Regions from separate parts of the Mus musculus genome. Here region 1 is linked to region 2. Evidence: chromatin contacts called from public HiChIP or PLAC-seq data. All regions are on one chromosome and are shown on one strand. The core of a region is the stretch at or near the end of the contact, and the rest is flanking DNA. Distances in the headings are between cores, read along the strand shown.

Region 1 (3,758 bases), core at 883-3,382, 750 kb before region 2:
GTGACTACACGAAGTCAAAGGCTCTGCATAGTAGAAACTTTACAGCCAGGAGAATGAGAGAAGATATTTGCCAACCATATCAGACAAAGGGTTGATATCTAGAATATGAGGGGGAAAATTAAACAATAAAACCCTCCCGTAATCAATAATTGAGCTTATAAAATGAACAGCCAGTTCTCAAAGGAAGAAATACGAATGGGCAGTATGTGTTTTAAAAAGTGTTCGACATCTTTAGCCACTAGGCAAATGCAAATTAAAACCACTTTGAGATTTCATTTCATGTGAATTAGAATAGTTGAGATAACAAACAAACAAAAACCAACAATAAACGCTGTCAAGGATGTAGGGAAAGAAGAATCTTATCTCAGCTGGTAGGAGCATAACTTTGTATCACTCATATGGAAATCAATGTGAGGGTTCTCAAGTAATTGAATATATAATTATAATATGCTCTACCTGTGTGACTCATTGACATATAATTTAAAGGACTGCATATCCTGCTACAGAGATACCTACACTCCGTGCGTATTTCGGCTCTATGCACAACCACAAGGAAGCAGATGAATAGAAACTGTGAATCATATATCCAATGAAAATTTATTTGGCCATTAAGGAAAATGAAATCATTAAATTTGCAGGCAATGGATGAAATTGAAATGTACTATGAAGCAAAAAAGTACTATGACTCAGATACAAGAAAGGAAAAATTGCATGTCCTTCACATATGAGCATCCTCATTTATAATGCTTCCATGTGCCTACATGACTGGGGATACATAGAGTATACTGGCTATAGAACAAGAAGGAAGACCATGACACAGGGAGAGAAGTATTGAAGAAGAGGGAAGGCACAAATGACAATTAAAGCGGAAGAGAAACGGATGCCTCCAGTAGGTGGAATGGTACACAGGAGAGCCAGGAGAGATGAGGGAGAAGAGAGGAGAAAGGGGGCCAACAAAACAAATTTTGTTTAAAGACATCATGATGAAATCGAATCCTGTGTAAGCTAGTTGAAAAATAAAGTTAAGAGAGAGAGAGAGAGAGAGAGAGAGAGAGAGAGAGAGAGAGAGAGAGAGAAAGCATAATGTTGGTAATGACCTCGTTTGCTCCTGAACTTCTGAATACTTAAGACGTTTAACATGGGTCTGGTTCCAGGTTTTGAGTGAATATGACTGGTTTGCTAAAGTGAACAGACCTTAATTGAGGGCTTCAAAGCTCTGGCTCTGAGGCAAAGTTTACATGGTGTCAAGAGGACAGGGGTCTGTGTGAAATGCCTGTTAACACAGACCTACTGGGAGAAAAAAAGAAAGAGATCAAAGTCTCGAGGGGCCAGGCCTCTGGAGGCATTGAGCAAAGCAGTCTTGGATATCACTTTGATGTCTGACTCTCAATATTAAGGAAACTCTCTGTGAAATATACCCAGTGGTTATCTGCTTTCTCTATGTCAACAATGAGCTGACTCGTGTGACAGATGCTACAAGATGATAGGATCTGGAACTCAGAGCACCTGCAAACCTCCTGTGCCACATCTTAAACTGGACTGCAAACTCACAAGTGTAGCGAGACATCTAACAATTTGTCCTAAGTTCTTACCAAATGAGACAGCTTGTCAGGCACACATAGTGGCCCACGCCTGTAACCTCAGTACCTGGGTGGCTGAAGGAGGAGCGTCAGGAATCCAAGTCCATCCTCAGCTAGAGAGTAAGCTCCAAGCCAGCTTAGGTTAAAAAACAATGGAAACACAACTACAAGTTAATTTAACTAGGAAATGTGTGACGTTGGTTTCCAGTGTGCTAGTGAAGTCTTGATTGTTCTTATAGTCTTAGCCCTTCCCCTTCAGTCCAACACAAAGGCAGGGACCACTAGAGGTCAGGCTTTTTGCATCCCTCTCCTTGAAGAAAAGCAATCAAGGCTTGTGTTAGCTGTGAGAAAACAAACAAGGGGGTTCTATACTGGCAAGCAGCGCCACCCTTAATGTCTGCTAGAAACTGGTCTGTTTCCATAGATTTCTAAGAAACAAAGGTTTCCTAATTTTCTGTGTCTGTTCCCTTGAATGTCATTTCAATCTACCTCTTATTGTAGTGTCCCAGTGGAAACAGTTAATCATTAACCGTGCCCTCTGCACAGGAATGGAAGTGATACTCTATACAGCTACAAGATAGGAATTTAATTCAATAAATAAGCAATGTAATAAGACTCCAGCCTGTGTAACCCAAAATCACATGATCAGTGAATGGCTAGGATGGGATTCAAAACTAGACATTACATAATTCCAAAGCCCATGGACTCACCACAAAACACTGACTCCTGCATACTTCTAAACTCTACTTGCTACAAAGAGCCATCCTTCTCGAACAAAGGGGAACTAAAGATGAAGAGAGATTTCTCCCAAGGTTATAGAGGACAACTTGCCTTGGCCATGGGCTAAAGTTAGCTCAGGGATCCCTTTGCATCTCTCGACACAAGCTTCAATACTAAGTGTTAAAAGTTAAGGACGAGGAAGACAGTTAACCCAAAAGCAGTAAAAATTAACTATGTTCTGATGTGTTGGATGAAAACTTGGGAACCTCGTGTGCTCCACCCTCGCCCTGATAACAGCTGCAAGTGTTTGCTTGCTTTTTCTAACATCTGGCCAGCCCCTGTGTAAACAGAGTGGAGGTCATCGTGGGGAGGAGCTGAGTGGTTTATTTCTAGGTCTCTTAAGGATACAATGAGCTGGGACAGAGTCTCAAATAGGAATTTCTTCCATGTTTTATGACAATGTCAGCAGCAGTTTCCAGCGGCGTTCTTCAGTCTCTTGCTACCAGTCTGTTTCTCATCCCTTTAACTGATCTCCACAAACTAGGTTACTTGCAAAGGAAGTTAGTGTATTTCTCACTGTCTGGAGGCAGAGAAGTGCAAAAGGTCAAAGGGTCCTGTGTGCTGAGGACCCTCTTACTGATGGAGTTCCCACGATGGCACTTCACATCACATGATGTGACAGAAAGACTGCCAGGCTAAAATCTCTCTTCCTCTACTCATGAAGCTACCACTGCAACTATAGTCTCCACCCTGAGGACTCCGTTAAGTCACATCAGCACCACCTGCAAATGCAATGAAGAAGATTATTTCAATATGGAGTTTGTAGGAATCAGACATGGACATCTTAGCATTTGCCTGTAATTCCCTTTCATGGCATGATAAGAAAAACAGTTCATCAAAGGTCTGCTTGGATGTTGCTAAGCACTCTGGATGATCCAAGGTCCAGTCTGGGCTCCACCTAGGACTGACCATGAGCCTTTGGGACATTATTCGTTTCAGGTTTCATTTTTAACCACTTGAGTAATGAGATGGGGGAGTCTTCCCTAATGTTTCATAGAACGTTACTATTCCATTTTTAAGTCAGAGTTCTAACAGTTAGCTCAGCCCTATGCTCATCCCACAAGGACATTCCTAGCTACTGCTTCTTTTGGTCTACTGAACATGACACTTTAAAGATTATCAACCCTCCAATTCTATATTTTCGTAGCAAACTCCTACCAATGAATAAGTTCACACTAACATCGGTCTTAAAGACAAAATTCAATCTATCAACAAGAGCTTGCCTTAAAAAGGCTATTTATAGGAGGCCTTCTTCTTGTTTAAAATCACACACAAACACACACAGACAGAAGTGGGGAGGGGGGAAGAGAGAGAGAGAGAGAGAGAGAGAGAGAGAGATTATTTACCCAAACATGCTTAATTTAAAATATGACTTAGATATTCAAATATACTTTTAAA
Region 2 (3,876 bases), core at 533-3,032:
AAGCAAAGCTCTGGCTATTCTATCAGAGGCAGAGGGAGAAGTGAGGAAGAGGGAGAGGGAAAGGGAGAAGAGAGGAAGAGAGAGGGAGGGAGAGAGGGGGAGGGAGGAAGGGAGATCTATAGGGCTAGAGCTGTAGTCCCATTATATTTCTAAAGAAAGTGCCACTAAGGACATTTCTTCCTTAAGTGCCCCCACCTGAGTATCTGCAGCTTCCTGATAATGCCACCATGGGGACCAAGCTTTTAATACATGGCCTTTAAGTGACATAACAAATAGCACTCACTTCTTTCATCCCCCGAACCACCCTTTAGTGCTAAGTGGTATAAACTGTGGCACTATTGTTCCTGGAGTTATTAAGGGTCAAGGTCTGGGCCTTGATAGACTCAGCTCCTGTCCTCAGTAAGCCAATGACATCAATAGTAGTGAGGTACAGAAAGAAAGGCATATATGTCCTAGGCATGTCATAGAGCTGTGATCTGTTCTAGGTATGGGCAGCCAGGGAGGAGATAATCTATGGCATGGAAGTTGGTTCGGGGCCATGGTGTGTGGGATTTCGGGGCCCTAGGAGTCATAGATTCACGTGGTCTTCTATACCTCTCGTCTGGCAGGAAAGGCCAGCATTCAGACCCTAAGGCTCCAGGGTTGTTTGATTCTATTGCTATCTTTCAGTTCCTGTGAGAGACTTTCCTTCTTATCTCACCTGACCTACTCATTGACCTACTCAGTCCCGGGGTCCTAAGGCATAGAGGCTGTGTGATTATATTGAACACCAGTCCGGCTCCTCATTGTAAAGGTGGAACTACTGAGCTCTGATTAGTGTTAATTCAGTTAATTACTGAAGTAAGTAACCTTTCAAGTTCCTTATATTGTACCATATAACACTCCCCAGTACACCAGTACAGGGTTAGAGCATGGAGAACAGAAATATTATATGTGTGTGTGTGTGTGTGTGTGTGTGTGTGTGTGTGTGTGCTGGTGATAGCACAGTCAGATCCACTGCATTTAATACATCAGATCCACTGCATTTAATACATCTGCAATTAGAGATTTTGAGCAAAAAAAAAAAATTATGAAAAATACAAGCAAGCAGGAAAAAAAACCCAAGTTAATCGAGTTGTAGTGTTAGAAAAAGTACTTCCCCCGTTGGATATATTGAATTCACTCAAATCTGCTATTGCAGAGCAGAGATAAAAATTAATAGCTTTGTTTCCTGTGATCTCTTTATCAGACGAAGTGCAGGACTAAGGCTCTCAGTTACTTTAATGGAAAAACTGAAGTTGTATTATCAGATGATAAGGCTGTGTCAGGTGTTATTTTATTCTCTTATCTTCCTTGTTCAAGGTGAGGTGCTGGAGTCCTGATGGATGAGCTGGCCTGCCAGCTGGCCTGCTGTGACCATGGATCTCAGAGCCTTGATCTCACTCTGCCTTTCAAGATAACTGTGGCAGGTGAGAGAGGCCTCCAGGCCAGTTGATTCTGATCTCAAACTAAAGCCTTGATGGCTGGGGTCCTTGTCACAGGACGGTGGACTTGAGGAGATCTGCTAACTCAGTCCAGTAAGCAAGGAACATCGGAGATCACCTGCTAATGCTGGCTGAATAAACTCTCCGGGAGGGGGTCATGAAGTGATGTGGCCCAGGGTAGCTGCACTGCAGGTGCTTTCTGGCCCCCTCCCGGAGAGTTTATTCAGTGAGCGTTAGCAGGTGATCTCAGATGTGCCTTGTGTTATGTTTGATCATGATGAGTCATGCCAGTCCCTGCTACCCTTGGGAAGCTCCCAGCCCAGAGGGCAGCAGACTTGATCACGAGGTAAGGAGGCTTATTCATATCCTCCTCTGGGCTTCCAGAGCACTTTGTACCTATCTGTACTTCAGCTGTTGTTGTTGTATGTGAGCAGTTATTTGTCTGCAAGACTGTATTTTCCCTATTTGAATACAAGCTCAACAGAAAAGGGTGAAGGCATACATGTGGTCTCATGCCCACTGTTTTAGCACCATGGATGAAGTAAAACCAGTATGTGTGAACTATTAGTGTGTATGACAGCTGTTGTGTTTATTTGTTATTTAATTACTGGTGTGTATTTTTTTTTTTACAGCGTCACCTTCAATCAGTTTTACTAATAGCAGAGGTTTCAAAAAGAAGTAGCTAAAAAAAAAAAAAAAAAAAAGAAGTAGCTTTACTGAATGCTGGGCATGAGGTCATAATTTCACAGCTCAGCCCCCTATTCACTCACAAAAAGGCCCTGGTGTCTCATCGTTCACTGGTGCTAGTGGTGGATCAGGGCTGACCATGGGCCAAGAGAATGTTGGCCACCAGTGAGGCAGAATAGGTTCTGATTGTTCTAGCTCTCCACTGAGATCAGGATTAGGGGCCAGGTTGTCCCCTGTCTAAAAGCCTCAGTTACTTTATCTGGGGGGCATTTTTATGAACAGGGACTCATAAAGCTCTGTCTATCATGCTTCTAAAGGCTGTTAAGGGAGTCTTATGAAAATGGATGTAGAAGGCTTCCGGGGAAGATAGTAGACTAGGCAGTGCCTCCATGTAACCTAGCGAGGAAAAACCAAAACATGAAAAAAATACACTATATTTCAAAAGGAGAAAGAGGAAGTGCTCCGGAAGAGTTCCAGAGTAGTGATGTGATACCCCAAGAGTGCAGAGCCAAAGAATGACCTCATCAGCCAACGCTCCATCCCTATGGCTCCTGAGAAGGGCTAGCACACTATCTACGTTAGTGGTTCCATTGTCTGACCTATGGTTCTTGGTGAGGTCAATGAACATTAATTAATTAAGTATATTCCTATTTCTTGTACCATTTGATTGTGATGCTATTCTAACAGTTTGCTTTCCTCACACTGACTGGTGCTGGAGAGTGAGCCCTCAAGAGTAGGTTCCTCAATAAGAAAATCTCCAAATCCAACTAGTTGAGATGTCCAACAAATGCAAAGATCACATCACAGAAGTACAAGAGTTAGCAAATGGCAAGGTGGCACTAATCCTCTACCAGGTCACAAGTCTTTTTTTTTTTTTTCACTTTTAAAATAGACTATTATAATCACTTTATTTTTGCATTGGGACTTTTTTGCTTCTGAGGTTTTTTTTTTAATATTTTTTATTACATATTTTCCTCAATTACATTTCCAATGCTATCCCAAAAGTCCCCCATACCCTCCCCCCCACTTCCCTACCCACCCATTCCCATTTTTTTGGCCCTGGCATTCCCCTGTACTGGGGCATATACAGTTTGCGTGTCCAATGGGCCTCTCTTTCCAGTGATGGCCGACTAGGCCATCTTTTGATACATATGCAGCTAGAGACAAGAGCTCCGGGGTACTGGTTAGTTCATAATGTTCCACCTATAGGGTTGCAGATCCCTTTAGCTCCTTGGGTACTTTCTCTAGCTCCTCCATTGGGAGCCCTGTGATCCATCCAATAAGGTCACAAGTCTTTAACTGTTGAGTTAAACGATGTTAAAACAGGTGAAACACTGCATGAAGATTTCAAAAGTTTACTAGTAAACACGATGAATTACCTTAAGGAGGATATGAACAAGCAAATAAATTGAAGCCAGGACCCAATTTGAACGTCAGCAACATAAAATGGAAGTCAGCAAAATGAATGAGAAGATAAGGAATGTTCAGAGGGAAACTGAGATTTTGAAAAATGAAGCAAACAGAAATGCTGGAAATGAAAAAAACAAAATACTCAAATGAGTAAATGAAAAAGTACAGGGGGAATCGTGACCAATGAAGCCAACCAGGAAGGAAAAAAGAATGTTGCAGATGGAGAATAAGATGTAAGACATGCTTCCCTGGGACATCAGGTAAAAAACCAATGGGCTTGGGCACAACATTCAAGAATTCTGAGATAGACCCAAGA

What was found. HiChIP or PLAC-seq counts read pairs in DNA pulled down with a chosen protein or histone mark.
Region 1: an HNF4G HiChIP or PLAC-seq map of pancreatic cancer cells shows a contact between it and region 2. The contact joins two enhancer-like sites. A contact is called at or near these places in 4 of 39 promoter capture datasets (the C10 cell line, the SN4741 cell line and embryonic stem cells), 2 of 15 datasets of contacts at CTCF or cohesin (large pre-B cells and stem cell-derived epiblast-like cells), 23 of 484 Hi-C or Micro-C datasets (the HPC-7 cell line, the N1E-115 cell line, bone marrow-derived macrophages and 3 more), 15 of 115 datasets of contacts at active chromatin or transcription factors (the 3134 cell line, T-cell acute lymphoblastic leukemia, effector CD8 T cells and 7 more) and 1 of 9 other capture datasets (embryonic stem cells).

What each region holds. Positions count from the first base shown.
Region 1 is chr16:25,065,880-25,069,637 of GRCm38.p6, reverse strand. It overlaps A230028O05Rik (RIKEN cDNA A230028O05 gene), which reads right to left. Exons shown (of 3, transcript NR_040374.1): 3 at 580-3,082. Among named protein-coding and RNA genes, the nearest start is that of A230028O05Rik, 8.1 kb to the right of the region's middle. Within about 2 kb of position 2,132, at least 55 of the 459 cell types and tissues checked have an H3K27ac peak or open chromatin away from gene starts, as enhancers often do. A contact at or near this core is called in bone marrow-derived macrophages and pancreatic cancer cells, where this site is marked.
Region 2 is chr16:24,311,622-24,315,497 of GRCm38.p6, reverse strand. No RefSeq gene overlaps it. Among named protein-coding and RNA genes, the nearest start is that of Gm38456, 17 kb to the right of the region's middle. Within about 2 kb of position 1,782, at least 54 of the 459 cell types and tissues checked have an H3K27ac peak or open chromatin away from gene starts, as enhancers often do. A contact at or near this core is called in bone marrow-derived macrophages and pancreatic cancer cells, where this site is marked.